2 separate regions of the Mus musculus genome follow, and region 1 is linked to region 2. Evidence: chromatin contacts called from public Hi-C data. All regions are on one chromosome and are shown on one strand. The core of a region is the stretch at or near the end of the contact, and the rest is flanking DNA. Distances in the headings are between cores, read along the strand shown.

Region 1 (6,070 bases), core at 2,034-4,533, 86 kb after region 2:
TCATAAAATAGGTTTATAAAAAGTTACACTATAGCTAGATTACACTTGTGGGGTTGGAGAAGACACATGGTGATTCCATTGATATCTAAGTTCAGATTCTGTGAACCTGATATGAATGTGCTCGCTTGAAAGGCCAGTTAACCTTTAGTGCATTGACTTATGTGCTAGGGCTTTCAAGCAGATTTGCGCACCTGAAATTAAGCACAGACTTAGAGTCTCTAGTACTGGAGCCGTAAGTAAATGTATGCTCTGTTAGCACAGGGTTTAGAACAGTGTGGCCATAGCTAAAAGGATTACTGTGTGCAGTGCATGCTGCTTTTCACTTTATACTCAGCCAGCTTCAGACTTCAGGCTTCCCAGGTCCTGGTGGGGTTTGATTTTTGAACCTTCTTGGAGTAGTTAGGAGAGAACATTAAAAAATCAGAGTTAGGTATTGGTGTCAGCTCTTGCTGTTAAAACCAGCTAGAGTTCTTAAAGATGTGGCATATGCCAGCTTTGCCAGATTCTACTTCAGATAACGATGAATAAACTTAGCAGGAGGACAGACAACACTGAGTCCAAGAGCATTTGCAGAATAGGTGTGCAAGAAAACAGATGGAAATGAAATTGCTAAATTAAAGCAAGGATTGATTGACTTTCCCTAAAACAGTTAAACTGGGTCTGACTCTGAGAGGAGCTCACTGTGCTGTACACCTGTGACAGCTCATTGGTTACACAGGCTCTTCTCGCCTTCAGAACCTTACATTGTACTTACTGTTGTGAAGTCCAGCCCAGAGACACTGTAATGTGCCCTAAATGTCAAATGCTTCTTATACAATATGCATACTACACAATACCAAAAAACTAATCAGTTATATTTTAGTTCATACTTAGTGTAAATTTATCTTCAACACTAGTATTTGTGTTTCCCTTCAGTCACAGTAGTGGTGCACACCTCTATCTATTTCCAATACTTGGAAAACAGAAAATGGAGGCTCTTTGTGATTGGAAGGCCATCTGGTCTACATAATGAGTTCTAGGACAGCTAGGACTTCATAATAAGACCCTGTCTAGTGAGCTGTCCACTTCCGTTTATGTTACTATATTAAATTTTATGTAAAGAGACTAGTTCATTTGTGTTTCTTCTGAGGAGTCTTAGTGTTCCCTGATGGCAGGATGTTAAGCAGAATGGATGAGGATGACTGTCTAGAAACTGGAGGTGTTGCTTAGGGTAGAACATTTGCCCAGCAAGATCATCTGCAGTACCACACAACAAGAAGAAGGGAAGGAGGAGGGAGATGGAGAGTGAGACGGGAAAGCTAAAGTGTAGCTCATCTACTTAAAAGTACTTCCCAGGTTCTAGTTAGAGTGGCAAGCTCCCCACTCACCTCTGTTTTTATACTGCTGACTTTCCAATGCACTGTATACTTAGAACATTTTTGTCACTTCAGGTGGGTAGGATACCCTATTAGGGAGGCCTGTCCCGATTAGGCTTGAAAGTTTCTAAGAAATGAATATTGCAAATGCCAGCAATTTGCAGGGATGTGAGTGAACTGTCATCACCTATGTAGTTGAGCCTGAGAGAGCTATTACTTTAATTGTGACTTCTGTTAATGAATTGCATTTATTCTTTCTAAACTTATAGTAGTTATAATCTTATAATTCTGTCCGCTTAGTAATACTATTTATTCATTTGAATACATCTTTGTTAGAATTTTAAGTGAAATATTGTCAGTTAATTTTTTTGCGAATAGAAGAACCCACCTGTGGGAAATGTTACTTGCTTTGAAAGCTGAGTGTATACACCTGTGCCGTTTCATTAGGTGGAATCCCAGACGTAACCTGTCATCCTCAGAGAGGCTTTAGGCTGCTCACTAACCTCTCTCTCCTGTAGGAGTGTGGTAAAACAATTGTCCTGCACAGACTTTACCCAGGGCCAAGTGCCCTACTCAAATAGGTCTTTCTAAGCATGCTCATGCAGATCATAATTCAGAGAATTGTATTTACCCAATTGCATATGCCCTATTCTTGAGACTATCCCAAACCAGTGAGAAATGTGTTGTAGATCAGGACAGACCAGTGCAGGATTCAGTACCATTAGAGGTGATTTGTGGTGATCTGTGTAGTCAGGTCCTTGAAAGTGTGAGTTTAAAAGGACAAGCTTTCTCTTTGTTTTTATGATAAGATGCACACACACAAGTCTACATTTTAAATTTACCACAATGTTAAGTAGACTGTCTACAAAAATAGATTTTATAAGATAAACCAAATTCTCTAATTTATTTTTATTTTCATTTAATAATATGTATTAATAGCTTTGGAAACAAATTATTGAGTTATTTTTGCTATCTATTATTTTAATATGTGCTTATATTGATGGCATAATACATGGAGCCAGTGATTCTATGTTTCGCGAAGATAAGAACCCATTACAAAGGCTTAAAATATATGCCCAAGGGAAGGGCTCACTCATCCTACACAAGTTAGAATATATGGTATTAGAGACAGTGTCTTTTTTTTTTTTTTTTTTTTTTTTTTTTTGGTTTTTCGAGACAGGGTTTCTCTGTATAGCCCTGGAACTCACTTTGTAGACCAGGTTGGCCTCAAACTCAGAAATCCACCTGCCTCTGCCTCCCGAGTGCTGGGATTAAAGGTGTGTGCCACCACGCCCGGCTGAGACAGTGTCTTAATATACAAGCACTCAGAAGTGATTCTCATAGGTGCAGGAGGCTCTGACCAGTAGTTCAAAGAGAGAGTCCTTTAGAATAAATTAGGTGTCCACCTGGTGTACATTTACTGATGGTTATACTAGATACCTGATCTATGGGTCCCATTAAAAGGTTTTGTTCTTGCTGAGGGCAATATTGTCATCCTATTGACTAACTGTAACTCATAAAAGCGTGCAAAGGAAAGTATCCACAATTTCACAATTTTGAAAAGACATTAACTTTTAACTTTTTTTTAGCTTATTTGAAATATATAGAATGGTGTATGCTCCTATAACATTGCAAAATAACAAAGCATGATTGGCAGCCCTTTTCTCTAGAGGACTGAATTCTAAGGTCATTGCATTTTCTGATACTTCCTCTATATTTTGTTTTCCCTACAATTTTGTAATGTCATTAGCAGATGGGTCAAAGCTGTGGGAAAGATCTAGAGCTTTTTTTTTTTTTTTTTTTTTGGTATCAGACAGAGGGTGAGCAGGACCATTTTTGACAGGTTTTCACCACACTGGTAGATGGCCCTGACTGCTCTGCAGGAAGTGTATAGGCTGGATGCACGCAGAGGAAGCTGTTGTGTTTGTTTACTTAGCCATATTAAAACTCTGATTCTGGAACCTTCTTTTCTGTGCATTCTCATTCTCAGTGGCTCTGTTTCTCTTTTCAGTTCCTGTTTTGATGACTTACTTTGGTTCTTCGTTCTTTCTGATGTTGAAAAACTATATGAGAAACATTTCTACCATGTAGATTTTGGAAAATAACTTTGTTAAAATGTTTCAATTTTGCATACTACTATTTGATGCGCAGGAAACATTTATTTCAAATGTGCCCCATGGTGCAATCTACACACTGGAGGCATTGTCCTCAGTATTAAATGTTAAGGGAGAGTGTCTTTTTCCTAATATTTTTGTCTTTTCAGAAAACAGCACCAGTTACCTCATTGAATTGAGTTTTTTCTAGGAATGAAACCAAGAGGAATAAAAGAAGCTGTCTCTACTCCAGCACGAGCAAGCCACAGGGACCAGGAGTGGTATGATGCTGAAATTGCCAGGAAATTGCAAGAAGAAGAACTTTTGGTGAGTACATTTAAGGTAAAAGTTCAAACAAAGGGCTGTACAAGCTGAAGCATAATTCAGTTTTATAATAAACACGATAGAGTTCTGCTGTTGGCATTACGGATCCCACAGTGGAACTCTATAACTTGAGTCTTTTCTGGGGGTGGGGAGAATCAAGCCAGTGGCAGTGCAGCAGAATATACTCCCCATTACCCATGATTAAGTTTTATAGTTTTGGTTATCTGATATTGAAAATAAATACTTTGAGTGCATTATTCAATGTGGCATCTTCCATTACTGGAATTATTGATATTTTCCTGTGACTGATTTGTAAATTAAACCATTTTGAGTTTGTTTGCATTGGGAAAGTAGTCTTCACAGGGTTTGGCATTATCTGCAGTTTCAGGAAGCAGCTTCACTTAGCCTACAGGGATATAGCTTAGTGCATAAGGAACCCTTCTACATCTGCTTGTGTGGATTGATAAGGCATTAGCAGCAAAACTCCATATTCTGATGTCTGCATTAATACATTTTGGTGGTTCTCTAAAAATATTCTGTTGAGTAGGTTGCAAAGTGTTTCTGTTCTGACTGGTGAAAGTATATCCACTGGCCAACAACTTCAGGGATTCAACTACAATTCCAGTTGATTTTCTATAAGACATTTTAAATGGATAGCACATCTTCCAGTTGTTTGTTGTTTTTGATTCGCAGGCTACTCATGTGGACATGAGAGCAGCTCAGGTTGCCCAGGATGAGGTCAGTTCCCATCAATAAGGTTTCCCTACATTGTGAGAAACAACTTCAAATCTGGAATTAATGCCATTGCCTGTGTCTCGCTTAGGAAATTGCTCGACTTCTAATGGCTGAAGAAAAAAAAGCTTACAAGAAAGCCAAAGAGCGAGAAAAGTCATCTTTGGACAAAAGGAAACATGACCCTGAATGCAAGGTAATGTGGGGCCTTTTTTTTGTTTTGCTTTATTTTTAAATCAGCAATAAAATGAGAAGTGAAAACAGGGTTCTGTTTTCAGGATAAGCTCTGGAAATCTATTTCGGTATGTAAAAATACATGCATTGCATGCGTGACTAATGTGTCTTGGTTGTTTCACAATGAAACATGTCATTGAATTTATACTGCTAAGTTTGCAAAGCACTTTTTAATCATTTTCAGACTGACTCAGGTTCAGAGATCTGATTTTGTCGAATTACATCGCAGATTCACTGTGTTCCTTCAGATCCACCCCAGTGGCCTGTACTTGCTCTGTGCTCTCAGTGTGCCTGCATTGTCCTTTTCACCTCCAGACACCTTTCTCTTGTTTTCATAGATGGTGACTGACAAGTAAATGCATGTCCCTAGCACCAACTGCTTATGTCCTAGTACAACAATGCTTGTGCAAGACCTGCAACTATTATCCTTTCCCTTGTTAATCAGACATTGTTGCACATTATTTTTCTCCTGTCAATTAATCTAATTGTTGTGTCCACTGGTAGCAAGTTAAATTTGACAATCAGTATTTGTGTGAAAAGGTCTCTTTTCCTGACCGTGAGAGGAAGACAACCAGTTATGTTGGTGCACAATGATAGGATGTACTCAAGAGCCAGAGAGAGGCAGGGGTCACTAGAATAAGAGAAATGATGGGCGGCAAACAAAAATGCAAAGCCAAGTAGTGTGGAAGAACATATACAGAGGAAGAGGATTCAGGTAGTAAGGCTCTGGGAAGCAGAGTTTGTACTAGCTTGGGAACATGGAGCCTAGAGTATGGACACATGACATGTCTCATCTCTGTGCTGTTGTCTGCATATTCCTTATCTCGGTGTCTGGTTCTGCCTCATAGTGTCAGTAATTATTGTGAGGCAAAAATACCTCAAAACTATGCTGATAATGTCACTTAGCCCTTTTTCTTTACTTGTTGCTAAGCATCGGTCTTAAAACAAATGGAAATAATATTTGCATTTTAATTATATTTCTTCAGTCCACTCATCTTTACGATTCAGGATGTGTCCTAACATGTTTCATTTTGGTTAAGCATTCTCAAATGTTCTGTTACATACAAGAAGTCACGGATGCTTAGATTCTTTAACCAAGAAAAGACATTTTCCTTTTTATGAATTATAAATCAAAGGACAGGGCCATCTTGGTAGCAAGTATCCCCCTTTTGCAATTTTTAGATTCTGTAACTGCTACTGGTATAAATCTTTTCTTAGAAATTTTACTTGAAATATGTTTTAATGGCTGGCTGGTAAACCTTTGCCCTAAGTTGGATACACAGAGAAGAGCTTAAGAGCTCAAATCCATATTTCATCCACATTGTTTTCTAG
Region 2 (6,402 bases), core at 1,232-3,731:
GATGAACAGACTCATCTTTAAGTGCAAATGTTCCTTTTGGGATGTGTTTAACTGATATATACCACATTGACAAACATTTCTCTAGTCAATTAATACATTCACATTAAATAATTTAGGGGGCTTTTAGAAAGGAAACACACATCCTACCAAGAGTGCCTAAACTTTTGGGATTGCAACATGACATTTTTACCTATCTGCAAAGCTCACGCTCAACATACAATCAAGTTTTTAAAATTCACACAGACACACACACACAAACACACACAGTCTTATAATAGTTGAAGCAAGTTTACAGTTTGTATTGGGTTGCATTCATAGTTAACCTGAGGAATATGAAAATCAAAGGCTGCAGCATGGGAACACGTGAGGAACACCTAGATTTTATCTTTCAAATAGAAAAGTCACTTATCCCAATGCTTTATAAGATAAATTTAGCTATTTTCATACAATCATGTGCAATTATCTGTTAATATGCAAGTATGGGTTAAGATTCTAATTAACACATGACCTAGCAAACTTTAATTGTCAACTTGACATAGTACATAACTATTATGAGAGGAAAACCTGACTGGGAAATCGTGGATTAGATTGACCTGTGGGCATGTGCGTGGGTGACTGTCTTGCCTGCTAAATGATGTATGAGGTCCAAGTCTACTGTGAGCAACAACATCCCTCAGGGCTTGGACTTTGTAAGAAAATTAGCTAAGTACGAGCATGGACACAAGCCAGACAGTGTGCCAACAAACAGTGTGTCTTGGTTTCAACCTCCAGCTTCCTGTCTTGAGTTCCTGCCCTGCCTTCCCTCAGTGATAGCCTGTGAGCTGAAAATTATAAGCCAAGTTTCCTCCCCAAGTATCCTTTGGTCAGAGAGCTATAGGAAGACAGTAGAAGAGCACAATAAAGCACTTTTTATTTCATTAAAATATATCATAAAAACGGTAAATTGTTTGTTGACTTTGAAATCTAAACACTATGCTTTCTTCCAGTAAAGCACGTGAAAGTTCCATCCTTCCCTGACCTGCCCCTCCCCCTGCACCAACCTCCCCAGATAATTCCAGCAACCTGCAACCTCTCTAACCATCCACATGTGAAGACATAGGAACTGTGTTTTCTGATGTTTTTCATGACATTGACCTAATCCTTTCATACATTCAATTAAAATGTTTTTTCTTTCCCCTCAAATATTCAAAAGTTATTATGAGGATCAATACTTTATGATATGACTTAACTAAGAGAATTACAGATGCCTATGAGCCTGTTCATGTTGATATTCTGCAAGCACTAAGCACCTAGTACCTTAAAAATAGGAGTATGCACTGATTACAAAGAGGAATACTGTCTCTTGAATAGCACTACCTTCAAAACTTGCATGGAGCTGCTTCTCTCATATCTAGAAATAAACTAAATGTGATCACTCCTTGGGTCTGCTAACAACTGCTGCACTTATATTTGAACAGGAATTAGCTATAAAAAGCCAAGTACTTCCTGGAATCAAGGGCACATCTTCCAATTTCCTGATACATTTACATAACCCTGAGATTGATAGAAGTCTGACTGATTTTTGCATATTCCACTCTGCATTGCCATATCACATACTTTTGTAGTTCTGAATTCCCCCAAACTGTACATGATAGCAAACTTAGGAAACTCATTTTCATATGAACATTGACACACTAGACCTCTAGATAGAAAGAAGATATTTCAGCTGCTATCATGTCCAGATTCGTGGTACTGATGTCCAAGTTTATGCATTAGTGTACACTTAACAAGCTGCAATGTCTTCATAAGTATGGATCTTCCCAGTCAAACCTGGAGACAATGGTATCAGAAGAGAAGCCTTAGGAGAAGACATCACATTTCTCGTTTCCATTAATCACCGTGGGTTCACCTGCTCAGTCCTTATGTTTTCTCATGTGACATTTGAATGGATAACAAAACTTATAAAATTCACCTAAATTTCTCTTATTTCTGATATGGTTTTCCTACTGCTGCCATAGCCCTTTGAATTAAATGGTGGGTGCAATTTGCACAGCATGGCATTTACAAGATACAGATTTCAGCATTGTTAAATGATGTTCACACAGTCAGACAAATAATTGCTGACTTGAGGACGTGTAGTCTTGTTTAACTCTAACAATTTGCAAATTTTTTGCTGGATATTGGTGTAATTGACATTTTATAGACCATGTTCACATCAAGATGGGTGTTCTGCCCTCTGGGTCAATGTTCTCAGTGTGGTCCATCAAGTTTTCTTGGTTCCTGGCTATTGATGTTGTTTGTCAGCATCACTGGTCATTTTTGTCATTCAGCTGGCGAATGCGATCATGCTGGGCTGGTGTAATGCTGCTTGCCTTTAGCTCTAACTTGTCATGGTGGCAAGTCACAGAGAAAGTATGCTCAAACTCTGTTTCACTTGGGTTGAGCCAAAGTGCTTTCCAGTGCAGGGGTGTTGGCTATGGGTTTTTACCTTCTTGGTTTCACTTTGAGTCTCCCAATGAAAGTGAAACTGCTCTCTAGTCTTGGGTTAAGATCAAGGCTACATACTGCTGCTAGGAACTAACAAATTTCCAGGGGAAATACCAATTTCTTCTCTGTTGTATTTTTGAAAGGAATATAGTCTGATGTTTATATGTTTTATTCCTACAAGAAGTACATTAGACTAAAGTTTAAAGATTGTAGAGGCATTGGTGTAAGCAACTCACATTCAATAGATATTCAAAGTACACTATTTCAAAGTTTGTCTAGGTGGAGTTAGAAACATCAGGACTGATGTCAGGATTACCTTCTTAATGACATTAGAAGCAGAGCCCTTGATGCGGCAGTCACTTGCTAGCTCCTTAATTATGACTTTCCTTGATTATGTGAAGCACATATCCACATATCATTGTTTTAAGTTGTCGATTTTATCTTAGCATGATGTTGATGCCATTGTTCAGATAAATTAACAAAACTCTGAAACACAGCAGGAATCGCACAAATTCTAGTTTTCAGAAGCGAAGTATAGTTATCAATGTGTGTCTAAAAATTAACCACGTGTTAGTCAATCTTTCCTTGTCTGCCTTTTGCATTTTCATGACAACATCCTTTGAACTAATATATAAAACTAAAAGTAACTGGATACTCTTGAGATCTGAAAAACTGACAAATAGAATTGTCACTAAAAACTTGAGCCTAGGCTCTTAGGTTTATACATCACACGTGCTCTTTAAACTCACTGGTATTTGAAATTAATTTACATTATGGAATAAAATATGCTGTGTAATTAAAGGCTGCCATGAAATACCATGTGGTGAAAGGATTGCATCTCTGTGAAAGTTGTGGGTTTTCCTCTGCTCTACAGAGTGCAAGAACACTTCTAACAACTTCACCTTTCACTTTTACAGGTGCGACTTACTTGTGTGAGATGGCACAGAACTATAGAAGACACTTCAGTGAAGTTCACTACCCCTTTTGTCAAGGAATTGGCCTTTCGCAAACCTTCCCAAAGCTTGATCCTCCCCAGACCATCACGTCATAGTGTTGCTGTGGTTTTAGTTGAGTTGTGCAGATCATTTCAGTGCATGGATATCTCTGAAAGTATTTTTCAATGATTCCCAAATTGTAACGTGGCCCCTGAACCTACTTTTTTTAAACAGCAGACCAATATAATGCATTCTCTTGCCATTAATATTTTCACATTTCAGTTAATCAATGTGCTTTCTAGAAACCTAGTGTTTGAAGATCTGATGATCTAAAGAAATCAGAAATGAGCACATGGTGATTTATATAGGTTTCTTTAGTTTTTCTGAGGTTTGTCGAATTGTTGTAAACTTCAACTTCAAGCTTAGAAAAAAGACATTACATGAGTGTTTGCTTCAACTGTGTCAGAAGGCAAATAAATTTTGAGAAACCTGAGCAATTGTGTTCTTTAGGAACTAATAAAGGATAGTATAATTGGCCCATATGTAATATTCTGACAAACTCTGAATGTAAAAGACTCATTTGAAAAGAAGTTACTGCCTGGCTTGTTTACTTCTACCAGCCTAGGGGTGAATTGTTCAAATGTTTCCTATGTTAGCAGCTTTTCTTCTTCTTTTTTTTTCTTTCTATTTTACTTTTTTTCTTCATTCAATGTTTATAAGCTAAAAATCCAACCAAATAGTGCTTTGTGCTTTAAAAGGGGGTATTAAAATCAACATTAATCTACAATCTCTCATATAAATTTTTAATTTAATTCAAAAATAAGCTATGAGAGCAAGGAATACAGATCAACAGCACAGTGCCTGCCTAGCATGAAAGAGACAAATTTTCTGTATAATTGGTATCGTGGCTCATGCCTGCCATCCCAGCCGTTGGTAAGAGCAGGATGATCAAGAACCCAAGACCTCCCTAAGCTAAGTAGAAGATTTGAAGCCAAGCTTGGCAACATGAGTCCTCTGTTTCAAAGGGAGAAAAGAAACAAGGAAAGAAAGGAAGGATGGAAGGAAGGAAGGAGGGAAGGAAGGAAGGAAGGAAGGAAGGAAGGAAGGAAGGAAGGAAGGAAGGAAGGGAGGGAAAGAATTGTTTAATGTGGAATCTAGTTCTAAGCCAATGTGTTATCTGCATTTCCAGGTGTTTGGAACACAGGGCCCCCAATGGAGGAGCTAGAGAAAGTACCCAAGGAGCTAAAGGGGTCTGCAACCCTATAGGTGGAACAACAATATGAACTAACCAGTACCCCCAGAGCTCGTGTCTCTAGCTGCATATGTAGCAGAAGATGGCCTAGTTGGCCATCATTGGGAAGAGAAGCCCCTTGGTCTTGCAAACTTTATATGCTCCAGTACAGGGGAATGCCAGGGCCAAGAAATAGGAGTGGGTGGGTAGGGGAGCATGGCAAGGGGAGGGTATAGGGAACTTATAAGATAGCATTTGAAATGTAAATGAAGAAAATATCTAATAAAAAATGAAAAAAAAAGAAGAAGACAGCCCCATTTATAGGTAAATCTCCTACCTAAATATTTGTTTAATAAACATTGAACATTGTTCTCCGGAATGAAAGCAAGCTCATTCCAGGGCAGAAAAGGATAGAATAAGAGTGTTGTGGTGAAATGAATATCATTTGTGCTCCATGGCTTGTCTTTGGTGACAGGTGGAAGAAAGCAGCATTCTTTGTGGTTCCCGAGTAGGAAGTCCTGTCTCAAATACTTGAAACACATGCAGATCTTGCTCTACTCTGCATCCATCAGAGATGTTTGTTTGTTTGTTTGTTTGTTTGTTTAGAATAAAATACCAGCCCATCTTCTTTTTTTCCTTGTGGGTATAACCCATCTGCTTAAGTTATTACACTTTTTCAGCTTTGCTCACTGGACACAAGCATACTAACTCCTTTTCTTTTGCAAGGATTCCAGGTTCTTCCTACCTTGGCTTTTGCACATGCTCTTTCCCCTTTTCTCCAACACCTTGAGGGATTATTCCTTCTTTCCAAGCACTTTGGCTGATCCTCACAGCATTGAAATTCAGCCCCCCAAATAGCACATTTTGAAAGGACCTCAGACATATTGCTATACATTCAGCTGAGTTCCTCTATTCTAATCTACTCATAATAATTTTCTTTGTCATGATCTGCAAAGGACTTGCTTGGGTTCCCAGGCTACAAGTTGTCTTTATTATTCCCGTGTTTTCACTCTTATCACAGGGCTTTGTATGTTTTTAGTTTAATAAATACTATCATCCCATCCTTTATCATTAAACACTGCACAATTATTAATACAGAGATAAAAATGCACTTCTCAGTATTATAAAGAAAAGAAGGTATGTGGACTACATAACATCAAAGCCATCAACATTTAATTCTAAGGTTACTTTGAGAATGCTTCTGTGCCAGAGTGGATGTCAGGCAAAATTAAGGTTAAACTCTGAAGCTTGAATTAATTTAACAGTCTTGTGCAGTTACAAGAAAACCAAACCAAACAAACAGTTCAACAATGGGAAATTAAATCCTCCAAGGAAAAGCCAATGCTTTCCTGGGGAGTTTTGTTTCTGAGCACACAGAGTCTAGCCTGTTCAAAGCATGTAGTATGTCAAAAAGTTCCTGACCCTCTGCAGGAGGCAAATTTGAGAAGTAAGAACCCCCAAAGCATGTCATTTTACTACTATTTTCTTCACATACTATTTCTTAGATATCTAGTATTACTTTTTTTTTCCGTATCTAGGTCAACAATGTATCTCTGTACCTCAGCTATCTACCCATTCTTAGTATTCTCAATGGCAACTGTCTCAATTAATACAAAAAAGTACAAACATAAAAATGGGAAAGAAGCATAATGCATATTTTCCACATGAGTTGAAACAATGCAATTTATTTTAACTTTCTAAGATGCCTTTTAAAATATTTTTTATTGACAGCCAAAAACAAAACATTGAGAGAGGACAATGGACTTCATG

The links. Hi-C and Micro-C count contacts between places; a contact is called where the count stands out from the background.
Region 1: a Hi-C map of B cells shows a contact between it and region 2, with 1.8 times the contacts expected there. The contact joins two enhancer-like sites. A contact is called at or near these places in 8 of 484 Hi-C or Micro-C datasets (the AML12 cell line, B cells, CD4 T cells and 5 more) and 2 of 115 datasets of contacts at active chromatin or transcription factors (CD8 T cells and fibro-adipogenic progenitors).

The regions. Positions count from the first base shown.
Region 1 is chr16:27,431,903-27,437,972 of GRCm38.p6, forward strand. It overlaps Ccdc50 (coiled-coil domain containing 50), which reads left to right. Exons shown (of 11, transcript NM_026202.4): 6 at 3,660-3,775; 7 at 4,466-4,510; 8 at 4,596-4,700. Among named protein-coding and RNA genes, the nearest start is that of Gm32356, 32 kb to the right of the region's middle. Within about 2 kb of position 3,284, at least 6 of the 459 cell types and tissues checked have an H3K27ac peak or open chromatin away from gene starts, as enhancers often do. A contact at or near this core is called in B cells, where this site is marked.
Region 2 is chr16:27,347,025-27,353,426 of GRCm38.p6, forward strand. Ostn (osteocrin) reads left to right here. Exons shown (of 5, transcript NM_198112.2): 5 at 3,384-4,185. It overlaps Uts2b (urotensin 2B), which reads right to left. Exons shown (of 5, transcript NM_198166.3): 5 at 6,298-6,402. Among named protein-coding and RNA genes, the nearest start is that of Uts2b, 20 kb to the right of the region's middle. Within about 2 kb of position 2,482, at least 45 of the 459 cell types and tissues checked have an H3K27ac peak or open chromatin away from gene starts, as enhancers often do. A contact at or near this core is called in B cells, where this site is marked.